Regions from separate parts of the Zea mays genome. Here region 2 is linked to region 1. Evidence: chromatin contacts called from public Hi-C data. All regions are on one chromosome and are shown on one strand. Each heading gives the region's core, a stretch centred on a gene start, on an enhancer-like site or on the middle of the called end of the contact. The rest is flanking DNA. Distances are from core to core; before and after follow the strand shown. Region 1 holds the start of LOC103632635 (ABC transporter A family member 7). Region 2 holds the start of LOC100275708 (Isochorismate synthase 2 chloroplastic).

Evidence for each region. Hi-C and Micro-C count contacts between places; a contact is called where the count stands out from the background.
Region 2: a contact with region 1 is called in a Hi-C map of leaf, with 3 times the contacts expected there. The contact joins the promoter of LOC100275708 here to the promoter of LOC103632635 in region 1. A contact is called at or near these places in 4 of 25 Hi-C or Micro-C datasets (ear, leaf, leaf mesophyll and 1 more).

Annotation. Positions count from the first base shown.
Region 1 is chr7:101,679,888-101,686,634 of Zm-B73-REFERENCE-NAM-5.0, forward strand. LOC103632635 (ABC transporter A family member 7) reads left to right here and starts at 4,095. Exons shown (of 18, transcript XM_008654382.3): 1 at 4,095-4,361; 2 at 5,130-5,514; 3 at 5,613-5,695; 4 at 5,793-5,937. The coding sequence starts at 4,287.
Region 2 is chr7:102,145,832-102,152,924 of Zm-B73-REFERENCE-NAM-5.0, forward strand. LOC100275708 (Isochorismate synthase 2 chloroplastic) reads left to right here and starts at 4,155. Exons shown (of 14, transcript NM_001149738.2): 1 at 4,155-4,321; 2 at 4,423-4,871; 3 at 4,966-5,083; 4 at 5,173-5,289; 5 at 5,371-5,520; 6 at 5,599-5,673; 7 at 5,823-5,891; 8 at 6,067-6,185; 9 at 6,302-6,359; 10 at 6,477-6,587; 11 at 6,670-6,754; 12 at 6,840-6,937; 13 at 7,023-7,093. The coding sequence starts at 4,250. It overlaps LOC541795 (voltage-dependent anion channel protein1b), which reads left to right. Exons shown (of 6, transcript NM_001111478.2): 6 at 165-656. The coding sequence ends at 471.

The DNA.
Region 1 (6,747 bases), core at 2,845-5,344:
TCTTGTGGCGCTTGTGACACATTTTGTCACATTCCTTCATAAATATGGAATTTTGCTTTGCAACATCATTCTTACCCTTTTTAGGAACATAACCAACGTGGTTTTACTGACTTGTCCTATACTTTTCTCATACACCATTCGAAAGAAATATAAGGTAAGTTGTTTTGCCAAACGAATTACACAAGTTGTTCAGCTGGCTTTAAGCTAGTCGCTCGAGCTGCTATTGCTGACATGTGCATATACAAAACATTGTATAAATAGTGAGCAGTGGCGCTGCTATAAAAGCAGTCGAACAACTTCACAAACAACTCTGGCTCATCTAGAAAAGCTAGAAGCCAGAAGAGCTAAAGATGTTTTTAGAGAAGTAAGAGCCCTATTAAAGAGGCTATAATCTGCTAATGTGTGAGGTCAAGAAGTGCTAACCCGATTTAATTTGTCTCATGCGAATCTAAGGATGCGAATCTAAAGATGTGTTTAGTTTGAGATCAAAGTAGGATGAGACGGGGGCGACACCGTCCCCTCAATTTTTTGGGATCACGCTGCCACCAAAAGTTGCTTCGATGTTCATCTTGCCCCACGTGACTCTCATCTAAACATTATAGAAAATGTAGCCGTCTTCTTCCATTTTTTCTTGTACATCCACCAAACACATCTTAAATGAAAAAAGGTAAATCAATACCATCATTATTACTTTCATCATGCAAATGGTGGACAATGTGTGTGACGGAACCTCCCAAGGTAGTAGGCCCACCTATAGATGTCCTTATCCTAAGGACCTCAGACAGTCATGCAGGTGCGCATAATGACTCGACAAGTTCGGTTATCTGTATCTTCATCAAATCGCCTAAGAGCGCTTAACCCATCACGCAGACATTACACAAAATCGGAGAAAAAATGAGCAGAAAGGATTACAATAATATAATTTACATTCATACCAAAATATAGAAAGGGTATTTATTACATAATCGGGTGTTTGAGTGTGGAACTTATTATTTACATTATTGGGAGGCAAAACACCCTCCCCCAAACAAGTTTAGTGATCTTCCTCCTGCTTCGGCACCACCTTTGAGCAGAAACAGCAGAACTCGGTTGTTTCATCAACTAATACAACATGGGTTCGAAAACTCGGTCTTGTCTTTATCATTTTAAACCCAAACTTTGGTACCTGGCAGAGGTACATCTTTTCAGATGTTGAATCCATCACTGCCATGATGGATTCACCATCACAAGTCTTTTCTTTGTAAAATCCCATCTCATGTGAAGCATCACCTTTTGTTCAAAACAAAACATTTTGTTCTCTAAAGCAAGTCTAAGCCTCATAAAAATCCTTTTTATAAAATGGAATCAAGGAATGGTGACCAATTTTCTAAGGAAGGAAATGCATCAATTGTTTAGCACACAACTCCTATCACCTAATGCATCATATAAGGTGATAAAGATTTTAAAACAACAAGGAAAGGGGTAAATGCACCGGGGCTTGCCTTGTGTTGCAGGAGGTTCCGGGTCTACTCCACAGATGTCAAAGTATATGTTATTCTCGGCTGGAGGATTCTCAGCTGGAGTGACAACTTCTTCTTCAACCACAATCTCTTCCTCGTTTTCTATACACGACAGTACATGTACATGAATGCTTATGTGATGTTATGAATATGCAGTTACATAGTAGAAACATACTAAGTTGTATCTTGAATACAACTTTCCTTCACGGTACCTACTAATTACTAGGGCTTCCTATGTTAATATTATTTTAGGGTTAAGTAAATTAACTCTAGAAGGCTAGTTATTGGGTTTGTGACCAAACAATGTCCAAATCATTTCAAATTTCACTCAAGGTCTTCAATCATCATACTAAGCCTACCCAAAAAGTTTTACTATTTTTGGAGCTACTAAATTATTTCTAAAATTCTAAAAGGCTTGGTTTGAGCATCTTTAAATACTAAATAATTCCAGGCTTGGGATAAAAATCTTGGAACTATTTTTATTAAATACTAGATGATTTTAGGAGTCTGGAAAAATTGGTCTTATAATTTTATCATTTTTCTACTATTTTCTACACATTTTCTAATCTGGCAGTAAAATGAAAAGGAAAAAAATGAACAGCGATGGGCTGAATCCGGCCCAAGTCAGCCTGCGAACGGGGAAAAGCTCCCGCGCGCGTCCGCGCTGGCGACTTTGCACAGAGGCCCTTGGCCTTTTGAAAATCCTGCAAAGAATCCCTAGACCCTATTCACATGTCTCACTGACATGTTCACTTAAACCCTTGGGTTTCTATTTCTTCACCAACCGGGTCCCTGGCGACGACGCCGTCGTCCACCGACCACCCCCTCGCTGGGACTCACCTCAAATGGCGACGACTGTCGAAACCGAGCGTCAGATCAGCATCCCCGATCCCAGGCGAGCCTAGTCCATGCCCTAATTAGACTAATCTAACCTAAAATCCCCTTGCCCACGACAACGACGAAAACCGAGGACGGGCTAAGGTGTTCTCGATGATCCAGTGCGGTAGCATTCAATTGGTTAGGTGATGAGCAACGTTAATAGTCAAGGATGCTTAAACACGACACAGAAGGGGATGAACGGACCTGAGGATGGTTGGCCACGGTGGGGTGTCTCACGGCGACGTTGCAGACCGATTTGGGGGAAAATCCAAATTTGCGGGCTACGGTGGCTAATCATGGGCGAGGAGCGGTGCTTTGGCTTCGTAAAAAGTTAGCGGAGCAGACCGAACACTCAATTTATAGAGGGTGACCTCGAGTACGACGAATTTGAACGAAGAAGTGCTCGCGGTGATGGGAGAATGAGTCACCGGAGCAACTATCGTGGCACTCACTGATACAACGGCTCGAGGATGGTAATTCTAAGCTTGCCACGATCATAGCTATGTGGTGAAAGGGTCACGATGTGGCGCAATCGCGATAAACGGTGATCACCACGACGATGACCGTCCGGCCACGTCGTTGCGCAAGTGGGTACGGCGAACTGAGCAGTAACATTGCCCAAGCTCATCCCCGTGCCGAAATCTTTTACCGCAAGTCGTTATCCGCGTGCCACAGAGCACGAATCGCACGGCCGGCGTGAATCACGGCGTGGGTTCCCGGCGACGAGATTCATTGAATCAGTGATCTTGTTCAGTTACTATACTATCGCAAACTTCCTTCAGTGCGCATGACAGAGCAAGTTCAGGGGTGTTTTTCTTAAATTTCTGTGTGATGAGCTATTGACCGGATTACATCAAAGTTATTAACCTATGTACCAGCTTCAATTCGGTCATAGGAACCCTGGTCATTTGCTCACCCGATCAAGCTCAAATTGGCTCCAAAGTTCATCGGAGTTCACTGTCAGTCAAACTTCAGTGCCTGATCCGACTAACAACCTGACTTTTAGTCCATTTTTCTCCAATTCCCATATAGCTCCAAGGCTTAGACACTTAATCAATCTTGAACTACTAAGATAGCTCTACAAGTTTTTTATAATGACCTAGGGCAAAATCTTCATGGATTAAGAGATACAAAGGCACAAACTTGACCTAATCACACTGTTTTTCAGAGTTAGGCCATATGGTGCCATTGGGGCTTTTTACAAATTACTCCAATTTGTTCCACTACACATGAAAATCTTCCAATGTAAAAGTTGCTTAGTTTTTTATACTCTACCACTTTGATACATGCACTTTGGTCCAAAAGTGTATAGAAATTGATCGCATATCATAGATCACAAATTAGGGTTTCTAGGGCTCTTATTAGGGTTTTGAGTGTTCTAGGGTTTGTGTGCCACTCAAATCCACCAAGTTTAGCCTCATATGAACATTCCACTAACTTTTGAGATAATACTTAATTTAGTATCACACACACCTACACACCTCTATCCCTTGGTTAAGTACCCTGTTTTAGGGTTAAGAAGCACTTCAAGTCATCACATAATAACTTGTTTTGAGATTTTAGCCTAGTGGATGCACTTTACGTGTAACATACATAATGTTATGTCTAAGTTTTAGTTATTGTAACACCAATAATATTACAGTGTGCACTTATCCCTAAAATCTTGTTCGGTTGCACTTATCCTCGAGTTTATCTATGTCGAGACCGAACCGAACGTGGAGGTGTTTTCGGGGTTTCGTTTTGTGGAATTTCAACCGCTTGGCGGGAGGCAAGAGTCGAGGGGTAAAGCATATAAAAGCGGGTAAAGTGGAACGTATCCGCCCCTGACGTCTCCATCTACACCCGGATTCGCCTTTTTTTTCTGAACGTCTTCACGGCTCTCCTTCCTTCGCCGCCGCCCGCCCGGCCATGGATTCCCCGAGGGGTCCCGCGAGCTTCGCAACGCAGGCCAACGCCCTCCTCCGCAAGAACCTCTGCGTTCAGGTACAGGCACCACCGCTCTTCCCCCACTTCATCTTTTCCCGCTTCCCTTCCACTTAATCTATAGACGTAGTTCAGCTCGTCCCGCCTGCGAGGTGCTCGTGGATTTTCCTTTGGCGGACCTTGAGGGGGATAGAAGCACCTGTTTGATCAGCAAAGAGCTGCTCGAGTCTCATATGTTTCGATTTCAGAGGATCTTGTGCGGTCTCTGTCTCTGGGTTGGGTCCAATCTGTGTGCGTGGTGTTTTAGGTGAACCAAGGCGGGTAGGTAGCCTTTGGTGTGTTGGCCTTTCTTCTCCTGTGAATGCAAAGGGTACATCAGCATGATAAATGCCCAGTGGGCAAGCAAAAAATGCTACAGATTATTCTAGTTAAATTTTCGTTTTCCTTTATTCTTTGGAATTTATCCAGTGCATTGCACGCTCTGCATTTGATACCAGTTTCGCAACAAGTGCTGCTCTAGCCTGGCGGTTAAAAGCTCCAAATATCACCTTGAAGACCCAAAGTTCGATTTCACTGGGAGACGAATTTTTTAGTGTGGTTAAAAACTACCTTTGTTGTACCTTATCCGCTCTCGTGTTACAATGTCATTCTCTCCCGACCTTAGGCATTATACCGGCAGGACGATTATTCCTTCACTGGCCAAGTTTTTTTTCTTAACAAGTGCTGAAGTGCTTATAATATGTTTTTTTACATGAAGCAATGCCAAACAGCCAAAGCTCGTTACGTCTCCATGGGCAGCGCCTGATTTTTATATTGTCCTCATTGCAGAAACGGAACCTCAAGACAAACATCGGCATCACTTTCTTCCCAATCCTGATTTGCGTGCTTCTCATCGTGCTCCAGAACGTCATCAACAGCGAGCTTGACAAGCCCAAGTACAAATGCGGTTGCGTCTGCCTCGAGACCAGTGCCAACGGAAGGTGCGTAAGGAAAGAGTGTGGCATTCAGTACTCGACGCTGGATCAGGTGGGGAGCTGTCCGATTCCCAGCCCGCCACAGTGGCCAGCCCTGATTCAGATCCCCCGTGCTGATTTCCGGGCTGCAAGGACGTTCTCCCAACCGTTTAATGATTTGCCTGATCCATTTTGCCGTGACTCCTGGTCTTGCCCTGCAACTGTCCTTGTCACTGGGAAGGACAGAGCGGTTGCAGAAGGTATGTGCTTGTCATAGTACAGTTAAAACACACTTTGAAATGCTTACACTTTGGTGACTATGTTCGTAATCCTTGAGTAAATGTTTTCGAAATGTCAGCTATATCAAGAGGGCTGTTTCCTGTCCTTTCTCCGTCTTTGAATGCAACAGATTTACTGGATCTCTTCTCCAAGATAGTCGCTGTGAGCTCCCTCAATTACCAACCAAGTAACCCGCCTGTAAATTTTGCTGCTTCATGTTTTGGTTTATGTGGTTATCGTTGGCTTCATTTTGTCCTAGGGCTCAGATACACAGCCATGGTACACACAGTTGCTAGAGCCTGCATTTTTCTCTGGTCGTACATTGTATGTGATCCAGCCTGAGTGCACACCTGTCATGTCACAGACCATTACATATAATACTGGGGGCATACCCTTTCAGCTCAGTAAGTATAAGTATCTTTCCATAAAATGCTGGTTGATGGTTTTAGGTTGGAAAATGTAAAAACAATTTGCAGCTTCAGTCTAGGGACTGGTGAAGTTTCCATGTTTGATCTTGAACTAGTACTGCTATAGCATATGATGGATCTTACTCTGAAATAAGGTTTTAAATATCCGGTTACAACGGCCGATATATCCCAATATAGCCTTTTTAGCAGTGAAAAGTTATGCTATTTGACACGATATATCCCGATATATCCCAATATATCTCGATATATCCCGATATTTGCGATTTTGAGAAGTGCGGGGATAAATCTCTTATCCTGCTATTTAAAACACTGCTCTAAAACACTCATAAATAGGCTCAAATCTATGGCCCTTTTATTTGGATGGTGGTAGGAGCACACTAATAACAACATGCCAGATGCTTGTACAAACTCTCATCATTATATATATGTGTGTTACACTTTCATGTTGCCACGTTGAAGGGCAGGTCTGGTTCAGTGGTGAGAGTTGTCTCATAGAGTTATTAGGTCTCGGAATCGAAGCAGTCTCTCGGCATTTGCGGGAAAAAAAAGCTTGCCTCAGTTTATCCCTTCCCCAAACCCCACTCATCTGGGAGCCTTCGGCATTAGGTCTACTCTTTTTATAGTATGATTAAAAGAAACAAATAGTTAGCTGCCCGTTCAAAAATTGCACGCATTTATATACATGATTATATTTTGTGCTATATGGACATTTTCTGAAGCCTGCTTGACGGCAACAGTTGAGAAATTGTTGTCTATCATTTTGAAAATTTATGCTGCAGCTTTGAC
Region 2 (7,093 bases), core at 2,905-5,404, 470 kb after region 1:
TTTGTTTTTCTAATTGAGTCAAAAGTCTTATGTATAATCTTATATTAAATGAAATTGATGTCATAGTTCCTCAACAGATATAATCCCATTTTTAAGGACGTTTAACGTCTTATTATTGCAGTTACATCCAAATTTTCTGTAACTTATCCAACCTTCTCTTGCAGGAACAACAAGGGAGACAACCTTACTGGAGCTTACTACCACAAGGTGAGCGAATTGACAAACACAGCTGTTGGGGCAGAGCTTACCCACAGTTTCTCGACCAATGAAAACACCCTCACCTTTGGCGGGCAGCACACTCTGGACCCACTAACCGTCTTGAAGGCACGCATCAACAACTCGGGCAAAGCCAGCGTCCTGATCCAGCATGAGTGGAGGCCAAAGTCGCTGGTCACCATCTCGGCTGAGGTCGATACAAAGACCATTGAGAAGAGCTCGAAGGTTGGAATTGCTGTGGCCCTCAAGCCCTGATTGATTATCAAGACTATTTTTTCTTCTAAGGTCCTAGCATGACTGTTTGGGTCATATCAGGTCAGCTGGGGAAAACAAAACTGTTGGGGTTACCGGCATCTTTTGGTCGTTGCAGTCTGTTGATTTCATGAACTGCGAAATGTTTCATTGAGGAAATTTTTGGGTCATCTGCTTAGCGCTCTGTTAAATGAGCAACTTCCAAAATAATTCGAGCCCAGTAGAATTCTGAACTTGTTTACAATGGTTGATGGTGACATTGTCAATTGAGGTAGGGGTGGTTCAGTTTTCTAACTGCGTTTTTTGGACCGGTTTGTTTCATCTTTTTTCTGACAAGCTTTTCTAATAATCTAAGAATTTATCTGTGGAGAATATGGTTGTGAGAAGAATTAGAGCATCATGAGAATTATGTGCAGAGTAAGATGAAGAAGTCTATATAATTTAAATTTAGAAAGTGATGGATTTCTACTGTCGCGACTTACCGATTTTGTATTCACGTTAATTTTAGATAGTTTTTATCAAATCGATTCTCATAAAAGTAGACTGAAGCCAGACGTTTGAGAGTTTACAACAGCTGTGGTCAGAAGTGTAAATAAGTTGAAACAAACACCCCATAAGTTGAAACAAACACCCCTTTGTCATCGGTTGATATATTTTGTCTTGTAGTGTCGGGGTTTTATCCAATCGTTTGATGTGTTTTTTTGTTGGTGTTGTACTTAATTCATGTCATAAATTCCAATCAGTTTATGCTTAGATGCGTTCACTTCTGAATGCAATTGGTTGTCAACGTTATGTTTGGTATTATATGAATTGGTACTAGGGCACCTTTAATAGTATGACCTAGTTAGAGCATCTACACCGGTTCCAAAAACTTCCCTAAATTTAATTTAAGGTGTCAGTAACAAAAAAATTATGCTCTAACATTTTCTTAAATAAGATTCTTAAATATATCAACTTCTTAAATATTCATATTTGAGGTCCATTGGGCATAGCTTTGATTTGCCAAAAACAGAACTTAACTTTTTTCTGAAAAGAAACTTTTTTTATAGAGTTGAAACCATTTTGTAAATCGTTTGCCAGAAACGCCTTACCCTAGAGCCATAGCTATTTTCATGTATTAAAGTGCTAGAGCTGATGAAGCTACTATTTGTGGCTTTTTCTTCGTCGTACAAAAATGGCTCCGGCTTTTAAGTGCTTTTCTTAGTAAGTCATTTTTTAAAAAGGTGTTTGGCAGGGCTCTAGCTTTTTCTAGAGAAAAGCCAGAGCCGAAGCTTTGCCAAACAGACACTCAGACTCTAAACTTAGAGAGTTATTTCACACTTCCAATAGCCTGTTTTACTCATCAATTACACCATAAACTCACTTGTCTGCCATTGAGTTCGTATATGTATACAAGTGATGCATTTTAAATGATTTAAGTGATAGAAATGATGAATTTACTATCGAGTTAGTATAATTTTCAAAAAGTTAATAACCTAAGAATTAAGAACTGTTGGAGACAAGTGTGATGCTCGTTGGGGAAGAAGAGGACTTGTCGAAGCCGGAGGCAACAAGTCCTTCATCATCAGAGTCAGATGAGCAGCAGTCCGAGTCCCATTCCTTGCCAATATGTGCCTCACCTTTTGTCTTTCTATAGAATTTCTTCTTCTCCTTCATCCCTTTCTTTTCTTGTACATGATCATTCTCATTCTCGAGACATTGAGCAATAAAATGACCAGTCTTACCGCATTTGAAGCGTGAGCGATTCATCCTTGATTTGTTCTTGTTGGGGCAGTCCTTGCGTCTCTTCAATGCAGTCTTGAAGCGCTTTATTACAAGCGCTATTTCTTCCTCATTGAGTCCGGCAGCCTCTACTTGTGCCACCTTGTTTGGGAGCATCTCCGTGTTGGTCGTTGCTCCATTTGTAAATCGTTTGCCAGAAACATTTTTTGAATAAAACTAGACTGATTTTAGTAAAATCCTAATATGATTCATACTAATTCCTTTATTCAAAATGATATTTTTTACACATGTCTCAAAACAATCTTAAACATACATGGAGTAAGGGCATGTTTTTTCCATTAGTCCTTGAACTAAAGTTAGTTGAAAGACTAAATTTTAGTCTACTATATTTGGATCTAGAGACTAAAGTCAATTAAAATACACAAACAAAGACTAAAAAACTCGAGAAAAGAAGTCGTGTGTCCATGGTGGAGTGGGGTCAATGGTGGGGAGGAACAAGAGCAGTGGCATGTGGAGAAGTGAAGGTCGGCGACGTGGGGAGGAGAGGGGGTCAGCGGTGTGGGGAGAGCGGGGTGGATGTGTGGGGAGGAGTGGGGGTTGCAAGCGTGGGCAAGGGGGGTCTTTGGTGTGGGGAGTAGGAGGCCATCGTGGGGGAGTTGGGTCGATGACGTGGAAACAAGCAGGGGTGACGACGTGGGGGGAGTGGGGTTTGCATGCGTGGGGAAGAGAACAAGCGAGGGTGGATGTGTGGGGAGGAGTGGGGTTTGCAAACGTGGGGAAGAGCAGGGAATGGGGGGTTGAAGGTGTAGCCTTGTGGGGGAGGAGAGGGAGACATCGTGGAGAGGAGTGGGGTTGATGGCATGGAGTCGGGTAGAGGCGACGACATCGAGAGGAGCGGGGCTATAGACATGGAGAGGACAGAGGAGTAGGGTCGTCGGCGTGGGAAGGAGCGGCGGTGGTGGCATGGAGATGAGCATGGCGACGACATGGCGAGTAGACCTGACATGTTGTCTAATTTGACTTTTAGTTTTCTTAGTCCATATTTCAAGGAATCAGAGAGTAGAAGTATTTAGGCCTCGTTTGGAGAGCTCTTCTCCATGATTCTCTAGCTCCGAGAGCTAATTGGCCAATAGAGTAATTCCAAATGATTCTTAAGTAGAAGTGAATCTATTTGACGAAAACCATTCGACAAATTATGTGTGAAATGATTCCTGAGGGGTTGGAGTGTGGGGAGTAGGTTGGGAACAGCGGGAAGCAGATTTTTTTAGCTCCCACTCTCTACTATGGAGCAACTTAATTTTTATCCGTTTGACTTTCTAAAAGTGATTCTCGCTGGGAGTGTAGCTATGAGAGCTCTGACAAACGCTCCCTTAGTACTTATGTTTAACAATTTAGCCTCTAAAAAGAATTAAAACGTAGAGTAAAGTTTAGTACAAATGGAGCTAACGGACCATAAATTCCATTTTGTGCGTGACATTGGCACTAGGGATGGATCCGGATATTTATTCGGATGTCAAATTTTCGGTCTTGTTTCTTCGATTGTGAACAAATAACATATAGAATTTGCTATGTAAATTTATATTCTTATTTTTAGTATTGAGACTATTAATCTTCACAAAAAACTAACATTAAATTCATTATATATCTTTTTAAATAATTGATATACAATTCGGATGTCTATTCGAATACGGATTTAAATGTTTTTTCACCTTTTTTATTGTAGAGAGAAAATAATGTACATAAAAAATTATATAAAAATTTATTTAAATACTTCGTAATATTCTTAATAACATTGCCAAAAATTATCTTTAAATTCTATGTATATCTATATTAAAATATTAGATTTGTGATACAAGTCGGATGTTTTAGAAACATCCCTAATTGGCACACGTGCCCACGCCATGAGCAGCGAATAACGGTTGTGCCACTTATCCCCATGCGGATCTTCTCTTATCTCTTCTCGCGACTCACGAAGGAGGCGCGACGTGCGCGTGCCGCTGTGCTGCACTGCTAGTGTTCCTGCGCGCCGTGCTGTCCGGCCCGCCCGCGCCGCGCACCGATGCCGCCACCGTCTTCCTCGCGCTACTCCCCGGGCCGGCTGCTCGCCGCGCGCCCGGCGTCCGCCACCACGGCATGCTCCTCGTTTCCGATCCTTTCGGCCTTTTCTGGTCTTGGTCACCTACGCAGGCGGACCGTGCGCTGATATGTTTTGCACGTGCACATGCATCACAGGTGGGGAGATGGGCGCGCTTGTCGTGCTCGCTGTCCATGAACGGGTGCGCGCCGGGCGCCGGGGACCGCGGCGCGGTGTGCGTGCGCGAGACGCGGGCGCTGCCGGCCGCGCCGGCGCCGCACGACGCAGTGGGGCGGCTCAGGGCCGCCGTGGACGCGCTCTGGTCCAACGCAGCGCCACCGGCCGCGCCCTCCGGCATCATCCGCATCGAGGTGCCCATCACGCAGCGGGTGGACGCCGTGGAGTGGCTGCACGCGCAGACCACGCTGCCCCGCTGCTTCTTCTCGGCCCGGGCGCCGTTGCCCGACGCGCCCGCCCTCGCCGGCAACGGCAACGGCAACGGCAGTGTCCATCGGCAGCAGCCGGTGAGTGTCGCGGGCGTGGGTTCGGCGGTCTTCTTCCGAGGGACGGAGCCCTTTTCTCTAGCTGATTGGCGCGCAATCAAGAGGTAATCGTCTTATTTTCTGAATTTGCCATGTTTTGGTACGGTCGATACTGAACCTGGCTGCTTGTTACGCTTGCGAATTCGTGTACCTATGAAGATTTCTTCCAAGGGACTGTCCACTGGTCCGCGCATATGGCGCCATCCGTTTCGACGCCACGAGTGACGCTTCCGTTGAATGGGAGGACTACGGCTCATTCTACTTCGTTGTTCCTCAAGTAAGTTGCTCGATCTGCAACTGCTAAACCTCATTTGTCCATCTTGCTCTGAATTTTGCTTGCGAAACGTCTCAAGTATGTTGGTGCAGGTCGAGTTCAATGAGCTCGAGGAGAGCTCAGTCCTCGCGACGACCATCGCGTGGGACGACTCGCTCTCATGGACATGGCACAACGCCGTGGAGGAGCTCCAATCGACTCTGCGAAAGGTGTTGCGCGTTCCTCGTCGTCCGGTTTTTTAACCGTCTGCTAGAAGACTGTAACAGCCTGTAGTACTTTTTTTCCCTCAGATATCGCCTTGCTCTTCTGTTCAAGCGAACAAGGCCAGCCTACAGACAGCCATCGTAAGTCTCAATCATGTCCCGACCAAGGCGTCTTGGGATCTTGCAGTTACTAAAGCTCTCCATATGATCAAGGGCAGGCAAAGAGAATTGGTAAAGGTAAGCCGTTTTTTGTTCTCTATTTGTTTAGAGCGTATCTGAAAATATGAATGGAGTTACCTACCTTCTTTCTTACAGGTTGTACTGGCAAGGTGTAGCAGATACATTACTGACACTTGCATTGACCCTGTGGAACTGCTGGCTTGCTTGAAGGTCTGCATGCTTTCTCAAATGCTTACTGTGTTCCTGAGGGCCAAAATGCTTATCAATTCTGCATTGACATTTGCATTGACATTTCTGAAAATACATTACTGACACTTGCATTGACATTTGCATTGACACTCTGTAATCTAACTATGCAGGCTGAGGGCCAAAATGCTTATCAATTCTGCATACAGCCACCGGGTGCTCCTGCGTTTGTCGGAAATAGCGTATGTTTACTGTGTTCTTGTTTGTTTTTATTTTTATTCTTCAAAATCAGCACCGCACACTTTTGTTTTTTCCCCCCTTCTATTTAGTGAGAAAAACAAATGGATGTAACGACAATGCTATATAGCTTTTTTCTTCTTCTAACTAATGTTCATTTCATGCAAACATTCTGAATAGCCAGAGCAACTATTTCATCGGAAGTACTTGAACATTTCCAGCGAGGCTCTAGCTGGTACTCGGGCAAGAGGGAAGACAAGGGCAGATGACTTTCAAATCGGTCAGGATTTGCTTCTAAGGTTCCTTTCCCTCCTTAGGATCTGTAACTTACTGTGATCGAGGGAGTCAGCTTCAGATCAACACCTTGTACTAAAAACTGAGCGAGTACTCATACATGTTTTTTTTCTTCTTGCAGTAGCAAAGAGGACATCGAATTCACTATAGTACGGGACAGCATCAAGAACAAGCTGGAGGCAAGTTGAGTTCTAGAGATACTGATACATCTCGAATGCATTTTTTTTTTGGTTGTTGGGGGAAAGAGTATGGTTTCCTGCAATTTACTGAACTAGCATCTGTAACCTGATCTGCAGATGATCTGTGATGAGGTGGTTGTCCATCCCAGCAAGGCTCTGCGGAAACTTCCAAGAGTCCAGCATCTGTCAGCGCAGTTAGCTGCGCGAATAAGGAACGAAGATGATGAGGTGACCTATGACAAAACTTCTACTACTTGAGTTGGGTGAACATCATATAAGGTAACGATAGCAACTTGTGCTGGCGATGCAGTTTGAGATTCTAAACACCCTCCATCCGAGTCCAGCTGTTTGTGGCTTGCCCACTGAAGAGGCACGCCAATTCATACGGGATTGTGGTATGCTCAAATTTGATTATTCTGTTCGAACATAGCCTTTCTGAAATTAGACACATACTAACTAGGTTTTTGGATATTCTGACAGAAATTTTTGACCGTGGAATGTATGCTGGTCCTGTTGGCTGGCTTGGAGGAGCTGAGTGCGAGTTCGCTGTCGGGATTAGATCAGCGTTACTTGGAAAAGTAAACCGAACTCCAAATCTTTTTTAAACTTGAACAGATTCGAAATTGTTAGATTTTATAGTTACAAAACGAACTTTGGTTCCAGGGTCACAGCACTCTGGTGTACGCCGGTGCGGGGATCGTTGAAGGTACAAACCCATCTTTTGAATGGGATGA